Linked DNA regions of Mus musculus: regions 1 and 3 are each linked to region 2. Evidence: chromatin contacts called from public HiChIP or PLAC-seq data. All regions are on one chromosome and are shown on one strand. Each heading gives the region's core, a stretch centred on a gene start, on an enhancer-like site or on the middle of the called end of the contact. The rest is flanking DNA. Distances are from core to core; before and after follow the strand shown.

Evidence for each region. HiChIP or PLAC-seq counts read pairs in DNA pulled down with a chosen protein or histone mark.
Region 1: an HNF4G HiChIP or PLAC-seq map of pancreatic cancer cells shows a contact between it and region 2. The contact joins the promoter of Smagp here to the promoter of Atg101 in region 2. A contact is called at or near these places in 2 of 39 promoter capture datasets (the 3T3-L1 cell line and liver) and 2 of 115 datasets of contacts at active chromatin or transcription factors (extraembryonic endoderm stem cells and pancreatic cancer cells).
Region 3: a FOXA1 HiChIP or PLAC-seq map of pancreatic cancer cells shows a contact between it and region 2. The contact joins the promoter of Rarg here to the promoter of Atg101 in region 2. A contact is called at or near these places in 4 of 39 promoter capture datasets (the 3T3-L1 cell line, cranial neural crest, embryonic stem cells and 1 more), 1 of 484 Hi-C or Micro-C datasets (embryonic stem cells), 6 of 115 datasets of contacts at active chromatin or transcription factors (bone marrow-derived macrophages, craniofacial prominence, extraembryonic endoderm stem cells and 3 more) and 2 of 9 other capture datasets (embryonic stem cells and macrophages).

The regions. Positions count from the first base shown.
Region 1 is chr15:100,635,526-100,638,225 of GRCm38.p6, forward strand. Smagp (small cell adhesion glycoprotein) reads right to left here and starts at 1,415. Exons shown (of 4, transcript NM_174992.4): 1 at 1,034-1,415; 2 at 662-730. The coding sequence starts at 695.
Region 2 is chr15:101,282,869-101,285,568 of GRCm38.p6, forward strand. Atg101 (autophagy related 101) reads left to right here and starts at 1,433. Exons shown (of 3, transcript NM_026566.2): 1 at 1,433-1,677.
Region 3 is chr15:102,256,092-102,258,791 of GRCm38.p6, forward strand. It overlaps Rarg (retinoic acid receptor, gamma), which reads right to left and starts at 1,431. Exons shown (of 10, transcript NM_011244.4): 1 at 1,149-1,431; 2 at 379-448.

The DNA.
Region 1 (2,700 bases), core at 165-2,664, 650 kb before region 2:
ACCCAGGCTGGCACAAGGTGAAACCAATTAATATGTAAATATCCGTCAGCGCGCCAGAACCAGCCTGATTAGGAAAGGAAAGGTGAGACTCAATTCACCACCTGGCTCCTAGAATTTTTAAACACACCCCACATCCCTCTAGCCCAGGCTAGACTTAAATTCACTATTTAGCTGAGGATAACCTTGAGTTTCTGGTACTCCCGCCTCTACGTCCCAAGTTGCAGGGACTGCAGGCACAAGCCATCAAAATGGGTTTCATCTCAAGTTCTCTACCAATTAAGCGACATCACGAGTCCTCCCGGTTATCTTTAGAAGATTCCCTTTCTCCTTTACTTAACTACTGGGGTGAATGTAAAAATGGCTCCTTTGGGCATCAAAGAACTTCCTAAACCCAGGTGACTCGCAGTGCTTGGAATTGGTCCGGTCCAGACTTGAGAATAAAATAGCGCAAAAGGGCACACTGAAGTTGAATTCTGTTTTCTTGGAGCTTTTTCCTGCGTGAGGCCCGACAGCGGGTTGGTAGGGGTAGGGTGGGGTGGAGTGGGGTGGGGATGGGTGAGTCTTCCAGTCTACACTGAGTGAGGCCTCGCGGAATTCCAAGACCTGTTCTGGGGTGGGAATTCTTAAACAGCCCCCCTACTCCATAACTTTCATCACCTACCTTCAGGAGAAGGTGTGGCCGGTAGGTTGTTCATCGTTGCTGAGGGCAGGCTATTTCGTAGGGTCAGATCTGTGGGAAGAAGGACGGACAAGAATGAGGTGGACGGGCTCCTGAGGTCGCAGGGCTTGTAGATCCCAGGAGAGCCTCGGGCGCCAGGTTTTCCCCGAGTCCCTTCCCCTGGATATATCCACTCTCTTCCTTTCGGTTCTAATCAGCTTCCATAAACAAATCCTTCCCCCAAGAGCTGACCCTGGTCGCAGGGTCGGGGAATGGGTGGCGTTGGTGACCCTTTCCCCAGGCCTGGGAAAGTTAAGCAAGGGTCGGCCCGGTTGCGCCCATGAGCGATCCGGGTCCCTTAGCCACCTGCATTACCTGGGCTTCCAGGGCCAGGAGCCCCGCCGAGCCGTCCGCTGGGTGCGCCCCGCTCCCCGGGGATCCCGCGTGCCCCGGGCCCGCGCCCTGGCCGTCGAGTGTCCCTGCAGCCGCGCAGTACCCGTGCGGGTCAGGTCGCAGGCGCGCGGCGGCCGAGTGCGGGCTCCGGGCTTCCGCGCAGCGCGCTCACCTTTCCAGTCCGACGGGCGGGCAGGGCCGGGCGCCGCGCGTCCTTTTGAACTCGCCGGGGTGGGAGCGGCCGAGAGTCGCCGGAGCCGCGCCCGGGACCCCGCGCCGAGCGGCCGCCGAGCCCGGACCGCGGTGGGAGGGACAGGAAGGAGCTCGGGGCCGCCCTCAGCAGGTTCCCCCGGGAGGAAAGGCCACTGTCCGGAGCCGCTCCGCCCCCGTGCCGGGCTCGGCCGGGGTCGGCAGCGCCAGCTGTAGGGCGAGCGAGGGGCGTGTCCCGCGGGAGCTCAGTCACGCGTGGGCCCTCTGGAGTCCGCGACTTCGGGGCGACTTAGCCGAGCACCTCCCGGGGCCACCTGGACCTTCCGCGTGCGACCTTCCCAGGAGGCGGTGGAGCGTGGAGAGGGTAGGAGGTGTGGCTGTGGGCTGTTTAGGATTAAAAGCTCCAGCGTAAGTGCTTGCCAGCTGGGTGGCTGTGGGCACATTCCTGAACACCTCAGTAGTCGGTTTCCTCATCCCTAAAATGGGGACTGAAAGTGGCAATTCCCGTAAGGCCGTTTTACAGCCTTGGTCCTAGCCCGAGGCAAGCGCCTTGATTTAAATATTCATCAGTGCTGTACTTTAGCAGCAGTTGGACTCACGTCAGTGACAGGAAATGCTCCCAAATTAACTAGAGGAACTCGTTGACTAAGAGGCAATAATTCTATATAACAGGCTCTGGAGGTGGTCCCGCTGTGTAAGCTAGCGCAGGTTACTTCTGATTCTTTGGGCAAAGCTGTGTGAACTCAGGGTTAGGGTTATTGCGGAGCTCCAATGAGTTGCCTAGAACCTCACCTAGCACATGATAATGTGCTCAAAAAACACTGGCCAGGTTACCTGGGTAGCTCACTGAGGGTCGGACCTGACCAACCACACTTGGCTTTCATGTCTTTTTTTTTTTTTTTCTTTAAAATATAACCTTTAAAAGTTGCTTTGGGGGGCGGGGGAGGGGGGGAGAGGGGTTAGCTGGAGAAAGGCTCCCAGTAGTTCACAACGTCCTGTGATTCAGTTTCAGGAGATCTTGATGCCCTCTTCTGGCCTCCACCGGCACCGGCAGGCTCACTTAAAACTTTGCTGGGGCTGATGAGAAAGCTTAGTCAGTGAAGATACCTAACTGCCTTGTAAAGCTAACAACTGAGTTTCCCAGAAACCACAAGCTGGCCTCAGGTTAGGACCCACTGCCTCAGCTTTGGTATTGCTGGCACGACAGGTTGGCACATGACACCCAGTCTATACCCAGACGCAGCCTGTCAACACTGTCCAGAGTCTGGGGAGCAGGGACTCAGGATGCGTCTGTGTCAGACCTCCATAAGGAGTCAAGTGAATCGATGATGGACACGGTCTCACATGGACAGCCAGTCTTCTCCAAGAGTGAAACTTAAGCCTCGGAAACTGAAGCAGCCATGCTTTTGTCAACAGACCTCTAGGGACCTCAGGGCAGA
Region 2 (2,700 bases), core at 183-2,682:
GTCCTGGGTTTGACACCCCACTCCTTTGGTTTTAATCCTCAGGAGCCCATTGTATTCCTTTAGATCAACTAGTAGTATAATTCTTTATCCACTTTAGACTCCGAATTCAGCAGTGTCCCGTAGCTTGAAATTGACACAGTTGGAAGTTGGCAAACATACCATGAATCAAGGAGGTTCTCTTCCACACAGTAAGTGGGGTACATCTGACACATTCCTTCTTGTGGGTGAGATGTGTTAAAGAATGGTAGTGTGTACGGCCGGTTGTGCAGGAGAAGCCAGACAGGTGAGCCCCTGTATTGGTAAAAGGAACCGGTTTGAACTGGAGGTTCTTCTACTTAGTGATCTAAGTAAGTGACATAGCCTCTTTTATTGTCAAATTTCCATCCACCTTGTAGGATTGCTAGATACAAGACAATCACTGCGTTGGAGATGAAATGTGTTTGGAAATCACGCATGTTAATGCTCACGTTAAACAACTCAGGAGTGCCCCCTGTTGAAAGTTAGGGATGTGCGCGCTCTTTAGGCGCTAAAAGCAACTGACCAAACCTGTGCGCTCTGGGCTTATCAACAAATAGACAACTAAAAACGCTCCGAGAGATTATTCAGCAGGAACACTTCATTTATATTTATAGGGCGCCTTATAGATCACAAAAGTATCGCTTGTGATTCCTCACAGTAGCTCCCTGTTTATATGGGGATTCGGAAAGGATAAGTAACGTTAGAGGAGCAACCGCGCAATCGTTAAAGACAAGACTGCCACCTGCTCGGTCATGACACAACATCAGGTAGTGCTTCTGTATGAAGGTAACTCAGGGAGACTAAGCTCCCTTTTCAAAATCTTCCTGTGGGTCTGAGTTCAGTGAACCCGGACTGTTGTGCACTTTGGGCCAACACAGATTCACCATCCGCTCAGTATCCTACAGCACACCGGCGTGCGCTCATCCCCAGGCGCCTCTCAGATGTTATGGCCTTGATCTCGGGATCTCTCTTGTCTTAAGGTTGTCAGCTCCGAATGGGGGCCCCCACAATGGGTCGCAGGGGAGGGCTCTCCGCCGCCGACTCCGCCTGGCCACCAGGGGCAGCGCAGAGTCCATCCGTCCCCTCTGTCCCTCTCGTCTCGATGGCGGAAGTGAGTTGTCCCAGCCCAAACAACGTTCTCGGTGGTGGGAGTGAATGGACTCGTCCAAAGGAGGGGGGGTTCCTCTTAACGAGCCTAGGGCCCGAAGGACAAACAAGAAAAAACACCCAAGTACTAAAGTTACGTGGCATTATGAGAGAGTATATAGCTCGTGCGAGCTTCCTGATGTCGTGGCTGCAGCGGCGTCCGGCTGGGTCGAGCCGAGCCTGGCCAGCACCCGCCGTGGGCGCGGATGGTTCCTTCCGGTTCCACCCTCCGAACGGGCAAAACTTCCGGCCCGCGCGCCGCTCAGGCAGAGGAAGCGGAGGCCTGGACCGGCGTCTGTAGGGTCTGGACTCGGTCCTCGTCGTCTGCACTGCTGTCCCGAGACGGCGCGAGGTCGCGGGCAGCGATCCTGACGTCCGGTCCGGTCAGAATTCTCGGTGCGGGTCCAAATAGCCTGTTTTTGCTTTTGGTCTGTCCCCGAATACTGCGTGTTCGCGTTAGGGAAGAAGGGGACCCGAGGCTGAGTGGCTCCTGCTCGGATTTCTACCAGCAAGGTGAGGCATGGGCGTGTCCTGGGTCGGATAGACTTCTGCCTGTTGGTTAGGGGGACCAGAGGGAAATGCAAATGTTGTCTCTGTGTAAAAATTGGCTGAGGCTGGAAGGAAGGGGTGGGTCCTGGAGTAATGCTGAAACCAAGGGAAGTTGCTGGTTAGAGGGAGAAACAGTTGGAAAGGCAGGACCAGAGCTGGGAATTTCTAGGTGGGAAAATGCAGAATGGAATTAAACAAGAGGATAAATAATAACGAGTAAGGGAGCCGTCGCATCCTTGGTCCACGAGAAAGGAACTCTTGGAAGAACCTGGTATTCTGGCCAGGCTATACTGAGGGGATAATAGGAGCCAGTTTATAGCGACAAATAGTGTCTCTGCTGTAGGAATAGTGAGAGGCAGAAAACACCCGGTGGGGACAGGTATGAGAGAGGGAGCCAGGCTGATGGCAGAGCAATCCACATACTTTGCACCCAGAATGGAGACAAAGCCCAGCTTTTGGGAAGCTGAGGCAGAACATTTGCTGCCTCAGTCAAGGAGTTGGAGGACAGCCTGGATTAGATGAAGGGGTGTCTCAGAAATAAAAAACAATCCCCCCCCATCTTAAAAACACTAATAAGGCAGATTGAAACACAAGGCAAGGAGGATTCCTTTGGTAGAAGAAATAGTTGAACTGTCTAAAGATGAGATGGCGTGTGTTGGAGGTGATGAGAAGTCACCAGGAAAGGGGCAGGTAGAACACACATCTAGGAAAAGTAACTGCTTGCACTCCCTGTGGGCTCGGTTTGTTACCCAAGTTCCTTCCTCACCCCGCCACCTCAGTGGCTCTTTGCATGGTTACCCAGTAGTGACAGTATAATAACAAATTTAGCACCTAACGCTTTGTGCTTGCTACCTGACAGGCAGTTTTAAGGGGTATACACATCCAACTTTTCAGTCTTTGAGACTTTTATTTGAAGGTTATTACTAGCTCCCTTTTTTATGGGTCCTGGAGATTGGACCCCTCACTCGTGCAAGACAAACGCCTTAC
Region 3 (2,700 bases), core at 181-2,680, 970 kb after region 2:
GTGCCCCGGGGTTGGGGGGGCGTGTCCTATGCTGCCTACCAGTTCTAAGCCACTGTGTGTGTGTGTGTGTGTGTGTGTGTGTGTGTGTGTGTGTGTGTGTGTTGGGATAACCAAGCTCCGAGCACCCTGGACACACACTCCCCTTGACCCCCTCTAAGTATCCTTACTGACAATGGCTGTGGTCCTCAAACCCTAACTCAGTACCCGAAGAATAACCATAAGGGCAGAAGCCTCAAATTTGAGGAGTAGGATCCCAACTGCCCCGGGTTTAAGCCCTACAAGAGGGAATTATTTGAGCATTTTGTCCTTGAGTTCCCTCCCCGAGACAGACATCCCTGCTGCCCCATCCCCATGACCACCAACTAAGCATATTCTTACCCTCTGGCCTCTGCAGAGAGTCCCTCCTACATACTGGGCCAGGCTGAGGTGAGGGACCTGGTGGAAACTGCTGGAAAGGAAAGAGGCGCTGTCAGTGGCACTCCAGGACAGGGGCTCTCCTGAACCTGTCCGGGCGTTATAACTCTAGCTTTGTTCCACTGGGGCCTCCCCTTGAGAATATTCTAAAAGAGCTCCCCTTCATTGGCTCACTTGTGCAGTAAGGGATAGATCAGAGAGAATCCAGGTTCTGCAGTCCAAACTCCACAGACCACTTTACCCACCTAGACACTTGCTAGAGCTTTCCTAGTCCCCATACAGAGCCCTGCCAATCCACTGGAGAAAGGGTACTTGGACCATCAGATCCACCCTTCAGTATGCCCCCGCCCCACTCCGGTGGAAGAATGCCATCCTTTCCCAGAGGAGGAAAACCCGTCTTCTCTGACATTCCGAGTACAGGAACATTGGTTCGCTTGCCCAAGACTTTCCTAAATGCTCTCCTTCAATACTCACCAAAATCAAGGGCAGACAACCCGGCCCATCCTCAGTCTGTCTAAAAAAAAATCTCCCCTTTCTCTTCCCGGGTCACGACTGACCCCAACTTGGGGCAGGAAGCCTCCGCATAAGCTCGGCTAACAGCTTGGCCACCCCCGGAGGGAAAGGACCCCAAGGCTCCCGACGCCCCCGCCCCTGGCTCATTTCAGCAGAGGAGCCCCGGCGTCCGCGGCCGGAGGGCGGCCAGGCGGGCGAGCCGGCTTCCCCGCCTGACTCACCTGGAGGGGAGGGCGGGGGAAGGAAGGCCGCAGAGCCCCGAGGTCCCGGCGTCGGGCGGTCTCGGGGATGGAGCACCGCGGTGTTAGTGACTCGCGGTAATGGGGGGCTTCAGGGGGGCACGGCTCTAGGCTGGGACAATCCCGGGGCCTCTCGGAGCCCGCCCGCCCACGTGACCGCCCCAAAATATCCGACACATTTTCTCCCAAACCGCACACTGACTCCGCAGGCGGGGACACGGAAAATATTTTCTTTCTTTTTCTCCCTCCCTACCCCCCCCACCTCCCTCCCTGCCTGGCTCCCTCCTCCTCCTCCCGCCCTCGCTCCTCCCTCCCCTGCCGCCTGCCCCTGCCCGGCTCCCTCCTCGGTGCCCTGGGGCTGGGGGGGGTGGTGGCTGGGGGGGGGGAGGACTGGGCGGGGCGGCCCAGGACGCCTGGGTCTCTGCCCCTCCCATTTGCTAGGCTTCCGTGGCTCCATCCCCGGGAGGCCGGGCAGAGCTGGCAGAGGTCAGTGTCCTGGGCTCCATGATGCCAACCCTTTCTCTCTGGCGCTATCCCCCTTCCAGCCATTTGGGGAGACTGAGTTGTCTTTAGCCACGCTGTATTCTGCCAGGCCGGTCTCTGGTACCTCCCAGGGTAGGCAGTGAGAGACTTGGACACTGCCAAGACGTGGAGTGATGGGGCAGGAGTATACCAGAGGAGAAGGCACTGTCCCCTTTTCTTAGTTAACCTCCACCTGCAGGTCAAAGCAGTATCCCTTCCTCTGGCCTTCTCTGTCCTATGGCCTAGGAGCAAACTGGTTTAACTAGTGGGGGTTACGATGAAGGTGCTACGAATTGGGTTCACAGGCTTCCTCCCTCTCATTCTGCCTGAAGTTGACTCCAGGAGTTAAAGCGCGTGGGTCTCTCGCTGCCAATATCGTCCCCACCTTTAGACTTGGATTTAGAGGGGGAGAGGCTGGCTGGGAGGAGGGCTGAAAGAACTTTAGGGAGGAGGGGGGATGGGAGGAGCCTTGCGCTGGGTGTGAGGGAGAAAGCCCAGGCGAGGGTGTGTGTCTGGCTCAGCCAGCGAGGCCTGCCTGGCTGCCTGGTAGATGCGCCACGAATGTTGTTGACGCTGGGTCTCTAGAAGCCCAAAGTCTGTGTCTAATAGGGATATTCTCTGTCTCCAAACAAACCGAGGCTGAAAGGCTCTCGAACCTAGAGAGGGAAGCCAATAGTTTGACTTTATACCACAGAGCACAGAGCCAGAGAAAAGTGAAGTCCTATGCACTCTCACAGGGATGGTCACGACTCCAGAAGAGGAGAAAGCTCATTGGACGGGCTGGGCCAGGCACTAGCCCAAAGGACCATCCTCAGCAACGCTCCCAGAGTGGCCAGCACCTGGGGAATGGGCCCCTGAATCACATCACATTTTCCACTTTGGAATTACTCAGCTCTGGTCTTGCTGTCACCCTAGGGGCCAGGCATCCCCCTCCTGGGAAAGGCTTTTCTGGGTAGCCATTATCAGCTAAAGGAGAAGGGGAAAGAGAGGCTTGCTGTGGCAATCCCAAGAG